Regions from separate parts of the Mus musculus genome. Here region 1 is linked to region 2. A link is a contact called in public Hi-C data. All regions are on one chromosome and are shown on one strand. The core of a region is the stretch at or near the end of the contact, and the rest is flanking DNA. Distances in the headings are between cores, read along the strand shown. Region 1 holds the start of App (amyloid beta (A4) precursor protein). Region 2 overlaps App (amyloid beta (A4) precursor protein).

Region 1 (2,785 bases), core at 157-2,656, 130 kb before region 2:
CAACTCGAGGACAGGGCTTATTAGCCTCACGCGTTCTGATCACAGTCTAACGCGAAGGGAACTCAGAGCAGGAACACAGGGCAGGAACCTGAAGCAGGAACTGGGCAGTGGCAGAAACTGCTTGTTGTTTTTTTCCCTCCTGGCTTCTTCAGCCTGCTTCCTTACACAAGCCAGGACCACCTGCTCAGGGCTGGTCTCCCACATCAACTAATAAGAAAGAATATGCCCCACAGGTTTGCCTGCATGTCAGTCTAATGGAGGCATGTCTCTCAATTTAGGTTCCCCCTTCCCAGATGACCAGAGCTCATGTCAAGTTATTAAAAAATTAAGCAGCAAACACATCAGGTAAAGGAAAAGGCTGTGGCCTCAGAAGCCAGGAATGCATTTGGTATTACCTTCATCTCCTTCCACTAGCCTAGGGAGAGCCAAAAGCTTGGCGTCTGAAGCCACATTAGGTCGGGAGGGTGGTGGTAGTGGGAGCATGTCTGGATGGGTCTAATGTAATTTTAACACTGGGAAGTTTGTGTTTAATCTAGGAGAAAATGGTTTTACGGAGGTTCATTTCACTGGATAAGGGCAGATCCAAAAAAAAAAAAAAAAAAAAAAATCGAGAGCAGAGTTCCAGGAAGAAGTCCTGGGTGATGGAGGTGGAGGAAAAAGAGCCATCACTCGGTATCTTTTCTGGCCTAACTTTGATCTCTTCCCCATCTTAGATTTTTACCTCCCTGCCTCCTTCAATCCCAGATGCCGGTCCCCTTCTCTGAAATTATCCACGTCAAGCAAATATGCAATGATAATACATTTAAAAACCCACTTCCCATCTCCAAACACGGAGAAAAATGGGTCATTCTGCATCCTGTGCCCTTCTCTGGTACATTCTAAAGACAAAAATTCCAGATTGCAGTGGCGTGAAGGGTGACCTCCTACCAAAAGAAAAAGAAAATAGAAAAAAAAAAAATCCTGTTTCTTTTGCTAATGTTCTCGGCCTCGCTCCACCTCTCCAAATAGAGAGAACGAACTGCGGATAAAAATGCACGCATCGCAGCCTTAGCTCCTCAACCACATTTGGGAGAGGCCTGCGGGGTCGGGTGACTCAAGCTCGCGCGGGGACGAGCCGAGAGCGCTCCCGACTTCCCTGGAACCTTAACGTCCTACGGTTCACCTTCTCCCGATTGCGGGGTCCTCTCCCTGACCCAGATCACTCCCCAACTTGGTTCCCAGACCCCATCGGGAGCGCGGCTCCCCTTAGCCCAAGACGCCGCACCTGTGGGCTCTGGGTCGCCTCCCGCTGCGCTCGGGCGCAGCTCCCCGAGGCTCCGCTAGGGGTCTCTGTCGGGTGGCGAGCCGGGTGGGCGGGATCAGCTGACTCTGCCGGCTGCGAGCCCCGCCGCCTCGCTCCAGCTCTGTCAGTTTCCTCGGCGGCGGGAGGCGAGAGCACCGGGAGCAGAGCGAGCGCGGGGCCACCGGAGACGGCGGCGGCGGCGCGGACACAGCCAGGGCGCGGCGGATCTTCCACTCGCACACGGAGCACTCGGTGGCCCACGCAGGATCACGATGCTGCCCAGCTTGGCACTGCTCCTGCTGGCCGCCTGGACGGTTCGGGCTCTGGAGGTGGGTGCCGCGCCTTGGGAACGAGACTGGGGAGGCGGGCGCCGGGAGGACGCGATCCTCCCCACCGAGGAGCTTGAATCTCGAGACGTGGGGGGCTGTCACGGGTAGACCGCTCCTCGCCGCCCCCGCCTGCGGGCGCCCTGCGCTTCGGCGGCTCTGGCCCAACCCTGCCCGGGGACGCGCTGCCCGAGCGATGAAGAGGGAATGGGTTAGGGCGCTGGGGTCCCCATATCCGTGCCAGCCTAGGGCTGGAAGGCGAGGGGACGAGCCTGAACGCAGACCCTGACTCCTCCCTGCGTTGAGAGCTGGACTCCGGGATGCGAGAGACACCCAGTTCGAGGGGGAAGGGACACGTGTGGAAAACCGAAAGCGTAGCGTCTCAGGATTCAGTGCCCTGCGAGGAAATCGCCGCCCTTCCCCTTCCTTGGGGTCCTGGGTTGGAATGGGGGCAGCTCTGGATGCTGGGGAGCGCCTGGCTCACACTCCCTTCCCACCCCCGCCTGTCTTGACTGCGAAGCTGGGCTTTGCTCCTGGCGGCCGCGGGCGGCGGCTGCCTGCGCAGCGACCCTCTCCCGAGTCGGTGCGGGGTCGCGCACCGCCGCCTTCCTTTTGCAAACTTTGTGCATTTTCGTGTCTCCCTTTTGTGTAAGTTCCAAGTGATGGGAGGGATCGGAAAGTGCGGCCACCCGGCACCGTCCCTCAACCTGGACGTCCAGGACTCTTCAGTGCACCTCCAGTTTCTCCCTGAGTCTGAGAAGGTCCCCGGGAACAAAAGCCGCGACACCCCGCCCTCGCCGTCCAGGGCGCGGTGGCGGAGCCCTGGTAGTTGGTGCGCCACCGCCGTTCCTTTCCCCGAGCTGCGCGTCTGCCCCCGAGGGCCTAGAGGTGCTGCTAGGGCCCCGCGGTCTCCCACCCCCGCATCACCACCACCTACTGGCAATCCTGTGAGGGACTGCAAAGTCCTGAGAGAGAGAGAGAGAGAGAGAGAGAGAGAGAGAGAGAGAGAGAGAGAGAGAGAGAGAGAGAGAGCGAGCCGGGAGTGAGGCGTGCGTCTGGGAAGGGCAGTGCCTGGTGGTGGGGAGGCTGAGGCTCCAGGGCATCAAAGGAGGCGTTTGTCTGATTAAGGTGCGGCCTCCTATGGGGCAGATTTGGGAACTCTAGCTTAGTCACCCTG
Region 2 (2,700 bases), core at 90-2,589:
TCTCTGTGTCTTGGTTGCTTGTGCTAGGATCAGCAGCCTGCACCATCCCTGGTTTGACACTCCTACTATGTAAGCAGTGACATGTGGAGGAAACTCTTCTCTGATCGGGTGTTTCCTCTTCCAAAGGAATCCATTCTCCCTAATACACTGAGGTGAAAGGCAAACCCTGGTCATGGGACAGACTTTAAGTAGGAATGATGCTGTTCTCAGTTTGAATCTTAATTCTTCTCTGTTAGAGACTATGGAAGGAAGCCAGCCACTGTGGAAAGGTGGGCATGCCCTGTCTTCCTCAGACAGAAACGTGTTTCCAGACCCCAGCTCACTGGAAGTGTTCTTTTGTTCTCAAAAGTGTTGATGCCATCTCGAATGTCTTCCCAGGAAAACGCTGTGAAAAGTTAGGTTCCAAGTTTGCTTTAGTTCATTCCTTGATTTTTTAAAAATTTTTTTCAGCATTATTTTCAAAATAACAAAATAATAATAATATAATATGAAAATAAAAGCTGTAGTGTGGAAGTCGAAGAGGGCCACTAGAGGTCATATTTCTGAGAAGTGACGTTTTTATAGGTTTAAATATAAGAGAACTATTATCTCAGTATTGATTAAGGCAGAAGTGTTGTGGTGTTTTTAAAAACAGTTAATTGTATAGAGTAGGAAAAATATGTATTGGCAATCTGTTTAAAAACAGTTCATCTGTTATCTTTCTGTATTTTTTATTCTAAGACTCTTCTCATTTCCCACATGAACCAAACGTTTTCCAATTTTTACCAGTTCCTCCCCTCTCGTCCTAAGGTGCGACTGTGTCTCTATATTTTTAATATAACACATTTCAACTACATTTAATAAGTTAGTTGGGCATGGTGGCACACACCTGCAGTCTTTGAATTTGGGAATCAGACTGGAGGATTGATCATAGGGGTTTACTGTGTACATGAGCCACGTCATGTGACCTTGCTTCTCTAAACACAGGCTAGAAAGCCACACCCTCCCACACTCGCTACAGCCTTTCAAGGTGCTTAGCATCCTTTGCAGTTCTTCTCCAGGCACCTATGGCTTTCACTGAGCCTACACAGGAGAGAGGGGCGTGGCTGGTCAGAGAGAGAGAGAGAGAGAGGCGTGGCTGGTCATGGAGCGTACTTTGATGAAATTTTAGCACCATTTCTTGCCTTCTGTGTTTTGAGGATTTGGGCATGGAGACAGGAAATTTGAAACTTAAGGGGAAAGCTTTCTTTTTCTGGTAGCTTTCCATTCGTGCCTGTGTTTTCCTGGTGTGGCACTGTCAGATCCCTACTGGGCTGTGAAAACTAATTATTACTGTAGTGAGGAATTTTGGGAGTCATAACCACTACAGCTTGAAATACCAGTCGTGGGAGTTTTACCTAGAAAATAGCCAAATGCTACAATGTATTTATCTTCCCAGATACACACAATTTTTTAAAGCAAATTCTTCCATCTCATTCGGTTAGAAAAGAAAATATTTCCCCTATGACACAAGGTACGCCTTATCCTTACCCTGTTCTAGGTTTAAACGTGTTGAAAACATGTTGTGTGTCCAATTAACCACAGCTGACAGGAAGTCAAGGTTCTTGAAGCATCATAGTGGTCTCTGAGCTCGATTGCAGCAGTCTCAGGGGCACTGACTGGTGTAAAACCCATTTTACAGACCCATCTCCTTCAGGTGCTATTTTATAAGAAACCTTTCTGCATAGGGAGGTGTGAGAATCAGGTCAAGTGTAATTACAATGACAGAGAACTGCACATCTCAATACAAAGCCCAGCCAGCTTGAGGCTACCTGCTACACTGGGTCTCAATCTGGTGGTTGTGACCCCTTTGGGGTTTGAATAACTCTTTGACAGGGGTTGCCTAAGATGATTGGAAAACACAGATATTTGCATTGCGATTCATAACAGTGGCAAAGACTACAATATGAAATAGCAATGAAGATGTTAATGGTTGTAAATTTAATGGTAATAATTTTAATAGTAATTTTAATGTTGGGGGGTCACCATAACATGAAGAACTATGCTAAAGGTTGTAGCTTTCCATTAGGAATGCAGCCTTAGGAACACTGAGGACCATTGTGCTGGAGACTTCTATAAAAAATTCACACACATCGTCCTTCTGAGTCTATGACTTCAATAATGTGCACAGCTGCTCGTGTGATTTGCTGATATTTCAACCTGTATTTGGAACATGAGATTTCATCTCCAGCTTGCTGGCCTAATTTGCATGATTATATTTAGCACAACATGATTACTAGATAATAAATATTTGATCATTTATTTCCTGGTAAAGATTAATTTTCTTATCGTTTTTATGACTACTTGTTAGCATTCACAATGCATGATGAATGTGATTTCTGCTAGAAGTATGTGATTGTAGCATTGGAGTTAACACGTTCTTTAAAAAAGGAACCACTTGGGCTGGTGAGATGGCTCAGTGAGTAAGAGCACCCGACTGCTCTTCCGAAGGTCCGAAGTTCAAATCCCAGCAACCACATGGTGGCTCACAACCATCGGTAACAAGATCTGACTCCCTCTTCTGGTGTGTCTGAAGATAGCTACAGTGTACTTACATATAATAATAAATAAATCTTTAAAAAAAAAAAAAAAAGGAACCACTTTTCTAATGTGTTGTTTTAAATTTTGCTTCATCTATGAAAACCAAACGAATATTTACCTATAGAATATAGTTTTTGTTCA

What was found. Hi-C and Micro-C count contacts between places; a contact is called where the count stands out from the background.
Region 1: a contact with region 2 is called in a Hi-C map of Sertoli cells, with 4 times the contacts expected there. The contact joins the promoter of App here to the enhancer-like site in region 2. A contact is called at or near these places in 14 of 39 promoter capture datasets (the 3T3-L1 cell line, the SN4741 cell line, cranial neural crest and 9 more), 1 of 15 datasets of contacts at CTCF or cohesin (pro-B cells), 26 of 484 Hi-C or Micro-C datasets (the C2C12 cell line, the HL-1 cell line, the N1E-115 cell line and 20 more), 18 of 115 datasets of contacts at active chromatin or transcription factors (acute myeloid leukemia, bone marrow-derived dendritic cells, bone marrow-derived macrophages and 14 more) and 3 of 9 other capture datasets (adipose tissue, liver and pancreatic islet).

The regions. Positions count from the first base shown.
Region 1 is chr16:85,172,328-85,175,112 of GRCm38.p6, reverse strand. App (amyloid beta (A4) precursor protein) reads left to right here and starts at 1,406. Exons shown (of 18, transcript NM_001198823.1): 1 at 1,406-1,611. The coding sequence starts at 1,555.
Region 2 is chr16:85,045,865-85,048,564 of GRCm38.p6, reverse strand. All of the region lies in intron 6 of App (amyloid beta (A4) precursor protein), which reads left to right. Among named protein-coding and RNA genes, the nearest start is that of Gm10791, 75 kb to the right of the region's middle. Within about 2 kb of position 1,339, at least 7 of the 459 cell types and tissues checked have an H3K27ac peak or open chromatin away from gene starts, as enhancers often do. A contact at or near this core is called in Sertoli cells, where this site is marked.